2 separate regions of the Drosophila melanogaster genome follow, and region 2 is linked to region 1. Evidence: chromatin contacts called from public Hi-C data. All regions are on one chromosome and are shown on one strand. The core of a region is the stretch at or near the end of the contact, and the rest is flanking DNA. Distances in the headings are between cores, read along the strand shown.

What was found. A called contact is a pair of places that touch in the nucleus more often than the background predicts.
Region 2: a contact with region 1 is called in a Hi-C map of the S2 cell line, with 5 times the contacts expected there. A contact is called at or near these places in 22 of 107 Hi-C or Micro-C datasets (the D17-c3 cell line, the Kc167 cell line, the ML-DmBG3-c2 cell line and 7 more) and 5 of 7 datasets of targeted methods (the Kc167 cell line and the S2 cell line).

The regions. Positions count from the first base shown.
Region 1 is chr3L:20,947,891-20,951,425 of dm6, forward strand. fng (fringe) reads right to left here and starts at 1,622. Exons shown (of 7, transcript NM_079467.3): 1 at 1,280-1,622. The coding sequence starts at 1,411. It overlaps lncRNA:CR45243 (long non-coding RNA:CR45243), which reads right to left and starts at 2,893. Exons shown (of 1, transcript NR_125030.1): 1 at 2,469-2,893.
Region 2 is chr3L:21,024,971-21,029,090 of dm6, forward strand. skd (skuld) reads right to left here and starts at 2,464. Exons shown (of 13, transcript NM_168879.3): 1 at 2,326-2,464; 2 at 1-578. The coding sequence starts at 50. Pdss2 (Decaprenyl diphosphate synthase subunit 2) reads left to right here and starts at 2,945. Exons shown (of 3, transcript NM_141020.4): 1 at 2,945-3,687; 2 at 3,746-3,935; 3 at 4,115-4,120. The coding sequence starts at 3,338. It also overlaps asRNA:CR45801.

The sequences.
Region 1 (3,535 bases), core at 372-2,871:
AGGGTTCATTTAACAAAAATCGAACTATATAAAGAAATGTTGGAAGAAAACTTTGAGGAATCTGTATATGCAACTGATTAAAAATATGTGCACTATTTTCTTATGGCGTCGTTTCATTTAAAGTTTTTAAAATATGATAATCCTAGAAGGTGGACACATAGTTCGAATTTCAAGGGTTCTAAAAATAGCCTGTTCGCATAAAACCCTGCCAAAAAGTGTTTGCAATGCAATAGGAGGCTAACTAAGGCCATTCCCACGGACCTCAACTATTTGTTATCTGTGATGCAACTGACAAGGTTTTCCACTGGACGAGTCCATTGAGATTCACCTCCATGAGATCCCCCCTCGCAGCGCACACCTTGGTAATATTAGCACACAATATTTTATTACACAAAAATTTATGCAAAAATCAAGAGTAAGAAGAGAACAATAATAAATGGGCAGAGCAGACAGGGCTCAGAACCCTGACAGGCCCTGGAATCAGGCAACTGAAAGCTTTGGCGACGCTCTGCCGACGGCAAACCAAGAAATTCAGGAACGGTTGACTGGATCTTCGGTAATCGAAACTGGGAATACTCTTGTGGGAATTGGAAAGTATTGGTGATTTTCAAAAATATATTCCAAGTGCCTAATGGTATGATTTTAGGATTTTAATAATGTCTCGATAATGCGAGCCGATCTTTGAACATCAACTTTAACAGAATTACATTCTCTTGTCCTTAAATCAATCAAATATAAGCTTAATTGTAAAAAAAAAAAACAAATAAATTCAGGATCATATTTCCATTTTTGAAACAAACCACTAAGCTAGGCACTACCTCTACATAAACTTCTGCACAATTTCTAAAGCAATCAAGTCCTTAGTTCCAAATGAATTCCCCGTGATACCGATCCCCATCCAATCACCAATCGTAGGGTATATCCTTTTAAAACGCTTCCTCGCCGAAATTTGTGTTCAATTATGATACCCCCTATTAGGGTATAAAAGCGCAAAAAGCCAAGCACCGAAACTGTTTTATATGCAAGGCAAGGGCGTAAAAGGTTTTTTTAACGGCCAAAGCCGCAGCTGCAAAACTCAAGTCGCCGGCGTTGATTTATGAAAGTGCACGAGTCGACGTCGATCGGGATCGGAATCAAAGGGGGATAATGCAAATTGCCTGGCCTTTGCAGCTTTGCAACTTATGCAGATCAGTGCGGAGCACACACGTTTGACAGTTTCGCAGCGCTAACAACACCCACGCAAGCTGGATTATGTCGCCCACTCGAACTCGCAACTCACTTGGATGCCCGGATATCCGTAGGCGCTCTGGTAGAGCAGTAGGGTCATATAGACGACGGCGACGGCTAACATCATGGCTTGCAGGATTCGCTTAAAACGTTGCGGTGGCGAGAGCACAGTCAGGCTCATCATACGGTTACGGACCACTACGCGCACATTGAAGCACCGCCGATTTGATCACTGGGTAGGTTTTATATTCCAATATTAGCTGGTTCTTTTCCTGGATCGTATGAATTCTGCTCGATTTCTGAAATTACGATATCTTTTAAGTTTATTTCGATTTCGATATCGCAGCACGCGCGCACTGACGTCTTGCTTGTGGCAAGCTTGAAAAGCAACTGATTGTGGTAGCGCGATCTACTCTTCTCTTCTTCCAGCGAAAATCGTAAACAAAACAAAAACCAGAAAGACCAGTAAGCGGTGAGAGTAGCGAGAGAGAAAGAGAGAGAGAGAATTCCCTTTGAGCTGGTCCAATTGGAAACGTTAGCTGCTCCAATGGGAGCAGCTGGCGCTCTCTCTTCGATCGCGCTCGCTCTCATCCTCTCTCTTTAGCTTGTGCCACAGTAGCTGCCGAAGGCAATTTTCATGTGCTCGTGTGTCGACCCCCACTCAGCCCACTTCTGATCGGAATCGGGGATTCGGAATCGTGTAAGGCAGCCTTTGAAGGTCCCTTTTCCAGGTGGCGGCCGTATCCTTAAAGTAAACATAGTTCAACTGACTTGGCAGCGCTCCAAATGCGGTGACTTCTTGGCTATGTCATATATACCCCCACTCCCCTCCTGACTACCCTGCCACGCCCCACCGCCCACCGTCGGCGACGACAATTCCATTAAAAGTTGTACGTTGTCACTTTGCGTTAACTTATCTGTGGAGCATGTTGTGCGATCGCATTTTTATTGTCGCCATTGTCTCTCGCTCTCTCCATCGCTCTTTCGCCTGGCTTCCCTACCCTGCCCACACAGGGAAGCCTACACACTCTTAAATCATGCACTTGGAACAAAAAGTGCAAGCATTAAACTTTATTTAAACATTCAAGAGCCGCTCCTCTATTTACCATTGAAATTTTATTTCAAATAGAGAGGTCTTTTCAGATTATATTATACCTTTAAGTGGCTTAGAAATAGTTAGACAGTGTATTTATGGATAAGTAATTAATTTAACTAAAAAATACAAACAGAAGAATTCTTTTACAATAATTTCAAACTACTAATTTCTACATCCCTTTCTCGCTCCGTGCATCAAATGCATCCACATCTCACGTGCGTCGGCAGCGTTCTGCGACGTTTCTTTGTCGCTCGGTTTTTGTGTAGCACTTGGCCTGCTCCCCACTTGACAATGCTTTGCATGCCAGGCACCATCCAGCAGTATCTTCCCGTTCCTCCTCCTCTTGCTGCTCTCAGCCCATTCAGCTCGATCCCATTCCATCCCAATCCGAATCCCATCCTACTCCTCACCAGCTTGTCATATTCCATGTTTGTGGCGGCGACAAAAGCTTTTGCGGACACCTCTGCCCGCGTCGACTGCGCTGCCCGCACAATCAGCAACTCGGCATCTTGTTCGCTGTCCCTTTGTGCGCCTTTCGCCTGAATTGCATTAAGCAGAGTCGGCGGAGCACTGCAAGAAAATAGTGAATTCGTATTTAATTCGGTAAGAGAACAGCATAAAAATGTAAACTTTTATCGCCTTGTGTCAGCTGAAAAATCTATCCAACCCTTAATAGTTTAATGTTTTAGATTATTTAAGACTGAGCCCTTTAAATACAAAAGCTTAGCATAAATTTAGAACCATCGACAATTACCCAGGGGCTTTAAAACTGTTTAACTTAAGTGGCCATTGTGTGTACCCAAATGAGCAAGCAAAATCAATTGGCCTTCACAGTGTTTTAATTATTTTTATTAGTTTATTATTATGTCAGTATGATTTTTCTACCGGTGCAGAGACGGTGGTAGCGGCGACGCAGGCCATTCCAACCTTGTTCTGCCACAGAAAAAGACATCGCTCGGCTGGAATCAGCCGCCCGCTTGCCACGAAACCCTCGGAACCCACTTCCCATTCCTCCGTATTCCGCCCACTCCCATTGCTCATTTTTAATGTGCAATTCCGTATGTACAGTTCGTAGCCATGGCCACCATTCCGCTCCGTATAAGTGTGTGTGTGTGTGTGTGTTTGCATAGCAGCTTGGTTGCCGGTTAGGCATGTGCCACCTCCAGCTGCAAGCTGCCTGTTCCAAGTTCCGATCCCCAGCCTCCAACTTCG
Region 2 (4,120 bases), core at 1,214-3,713, 78 kb after region 1:
TGGCAATCCTCCAAACTTGCGCCGTTTGTCTGATGATTTTGATGCGTCATAGTTCTTGGCTTGTTTTCTTCGCACAGCAGCAGCACCTCATTTTCTCAACGTTGTTTGCTTATAGTGTATTGCTATTATTGTTATTTATCCGATGTGTTGTTATTTGTTGTTGATTTTGATACTCTGTAGTATTTTGCACATTTGCTTGCTGCTTTTTCTGCTCTTTTTATTTTGGATTTTTATTTTTTATTATTGATTCTGCTGCACGCACACAGCAATACTCTCTCACACACACACACAACGGTATAGGCACGGACACACACGCGAGAGAGACGACACACACGGATACACAAATAATGAAGAGCTCTCTTTCGTCTCGTTTCTTTACTTTCGATATTTTGTGGTTGTTGTTGTGGTGTTAGATTTTGTTTGTAATTTGCTATTTGATGTTTGGTTTTGATTTTTATTATGTGTATTTTGTATTTATCTGCTCTCTGGGGAGAGTATGTTAGCGTAAACGTTGCTTTGGCAATGAAACACACATACTGTAGAATTAAGCATGTTGCTTTTGTTGTTGTTGGTTAAAGCTGGAATATAAGAAGAATTAGACTTTGAGCACACATTTTTCCCGCTTGGCATATGTTTTCTTTTCCGAAAGAGATGCATTTATTAGTTAATTTTCTTATTGTTTTAACTTGCTTATTTGTTGCTACACTCACTCAATCACACACACACATCTAGATCACAATTACAAGGGTTCGTTCATTCGCTGTTTCATTCATGCAAAAAGAGAGCAAGCAGAGAGAGAGAGCGACTCAGAAATTGACTTTTTTCAGCCACAGGCAGCGAGTATACACCGCACACACACATTTACTTCTAGAAACACACAAACGACGATGAAAGTCGTTGGATTTTCGTTAATCGTTGATGTAGACAAAATAAAATAGGTAAGAGTTTTCGGCTGTATTCGAATTCAAACCCAACCAATTTATGTTTAATCAAAAAGAACTACACATTTATAGAGCGCAAATCAAGATGAGTAATCAAGGAAAACACCAACACATGCACTCGCACGTACTGTGAACACACAAAACTCGAAGCTGCGACTATTTTTTGGTTTCGAAAAACAACAGTAGCTCAAAATATTTATTAATATTTAATCTATTACTCAGGCTTGAATTTCTTGCGTTGTATTTAGTGTTTTTTGCGCACGAATGACGAGTCAGAAATTTTCGAACCGACTGCGAACGCTGGTCGCCACACACAATGGAAATTTTGCTCGCCTAGCTTTGAATCGGCCATATATATGGTATATAGCCAGTATGTAGTGTAGTTGTACCAGCGGCGAGTGGCGAGAGAGCAGAAGAGGGCGAGTAGCGGCCGAATTCGAATAGCGGCTTTTGCTCTTTTTGCTGAGCAGAGAGTGAGAGAGAGGAGAGAGGGAGAAAACAAGTTTTACCAGCTAACTGCATATGCATTGGTGTGCGTGTGCGTTAGTGGCGTCGGCGTCTGTTTATCTCGCTCTCGCTCGCTCTTTGTGCATCTCTTGGGGATGCAACCATTTTGAGCGAGAGGCAGACAGAGAGAGACCGAGCACATAGATCGATTAAATTAAGGGAAAAATCTCAAACTAAAACGAAACTCGAAGGAAATCCGAAATTCCATAAATTATGCACTATACAACACTACATAGCACACACACGCACGCAAATATGTAGAGTGCGAAACGTGATACATAGACGGGCAGCAGCATTCCTCTCACACACACACGCATCAACCATACACCTACATGGCAGAGCAACCACTTTCGTAGTTTTCCTTTCGCACCGTTTTCTCTGTTTCTGGGCAGTAATGTGTGTGTACACATCAAATTTTCTGATTTTTACTTTCGGCCACTCGAAATAGCCGGAAAAAAATGCCATCGATAACTAAAATCGCACAGTTGTTGCATATTCCTCTTTCTTACACTCTCCTCCTTTTCCACCTCTTTCTTTCAATCACACACACACTACATAGGCACACCGCCGGGGCAGCGACCGCTAGAGCAATTAAAAACCATTAAACATTTCCGCTGCCAATGCTTAAACACGTCTTGAAAATCATTTAATGATTTTGCGCCACAATTATTTGTCAAACAACGGCACTTGGGCATTATTATTTATATTTAATTTGCTGCACCTCTTGCACGCATACACGCATACAGCACACACGCACACCCTCTCACTTCTCGGGCAATCGCTTTTGCATTTGCATTTTTGATCACTTTTCTACGTTTTAATCGCCGTTTTTGATGTTCTTTCCGACTACCGATGTAAACTTGTCTTGAATCTTTACATTTTGTGCCACTTTATCTATCGCATTCGCATACGGAAAAATCTGCGATCGATTTTTATAACAATTCGCAACAAATATGAGGGAAAACTTGCCGTCGGCGGCAGAGCCAGTGTTGCCAGCTAGCACAGACAGAAAACTACTAAAGAGGTGGCACAAAAGCACTAATAAATACCACAGAACACTAAGTCTTCACAATGGGAAGTTCAAAATATACAACAAATTAATACTTCTTAATTTAGAATGGTATATTTTTTAAATTATTTGTTCTATGTCTTCAAAGGTATTACACATCTTATATATAAATAAATAAAGGATCTCTTAAATTTAATTTAATAACGGTTATAGAAACCTTTTAATGAAATGGTTTAAGTGGTGCGAATGCGTAAAGTGATTGGAATGAAGTGTAAAATAAAAGATATTTTTATTCTGTTTGAATCAATTCCGTCAACTGATTGTTTGATCCTTCTTAAAACAAATTTTTTTAAAGGTGAATACAAACTATAATAAATTGTACAATAGAAGAATTTGTAATCTATTAAAATGGAAACAAATAAGTGTTTTGTCACCACTAGCATCCAATTGCATCGCTAACACCAGCCACTTGTGTTCCCATCCCTAAGAGTGACCGTACTCCCCATGGCCAAAAAGTGTGCACCGAAGCGGCGCTGCCGTGCGAAAACCTGTTCCCGCTCAAGACCGCCGTTACACACCCCCTGCGCCGCCTCCTCGGAATTCCATGACACTGCGTGGGGCAATAAAAACAAACAGAACGCTTGGCGGCCACCTGAGAGCGGAGCAGCGACCAACTGTAAAAGTGGGCCGCCCGGGAAGAAGAAGAAGCAGCGTAGGCAGCAGGTGACGCCGACAGCGACGTCGGCAGAGACGCAAGCAGCGACGGACCTCGAAGATTTCACTTTTCGACGAACGATTTAACTGAGCGGAGCTAAGAAACGCGATTTTCATACAAGCAATTGAAAAAAATAGTCGTGTTGTAGGCGAAAATAACTAGAAAATGGCCATGTACCGCGCCAGTGGGTTAAGGATTATGCAACAGATGCGACGCAGGATTCCCGTCGAACTGCAGCCACTCCAAGTGGCCAAAGCTGCGCCTGCGCTGCAAACTTTCACTTCTCAGCGCTGGACTTCGACGACGACGACCAGTGGAAAGCATGCCAGTCCACAGGTTACGACCCCGCCCCCGAGACACGACTGGAATAGGGCGGTCAGCGAGGCGGAGCGCATCGTCGGCTATCCCACATCCTTCCTCAGTCTGCGCTGGCTGCTCAGCGACGAGATCGCCAATGTGGCGCTGCACCTGCGCAAACTGGTGGGCAGCGCCCATCCGCTGATGAAGACGGCCAAGTGAGTGGTGCTGAAGGGCTTATAGGGCGTTGAAATTTATGTGAATCTTCCGCTTCAGGCACCTGCTCTACAATGGCAAGAACACGATGCAAGCCTGGGGATTGATAGTGCTCCTGGTGTCCAAGGCCGCAGGACATGCACCCAGTGTTCCAGACGTGGAGCAGGACAAGAGTGCCGGAGTGCTGCACTCCCAAAGGGCTTTGGCCGAGGTCACCGAGATGATACGGATATCTCATCTGGTGCACAATGTAAGTTTTTGATCAAATGCATTCGAAAGTTACTCGTAAACTGAAAGTGGTTTGTATGCAAATGAGTTTAACTTTCCTCAAATTTAGTTGACGAAACTCAAGAAACGAACATCAATATGTCATTGGTCGAGCTGATGCCTCATAGATTATAAAAATATTTACACTTGGTCCCATTTTAGAGCGTG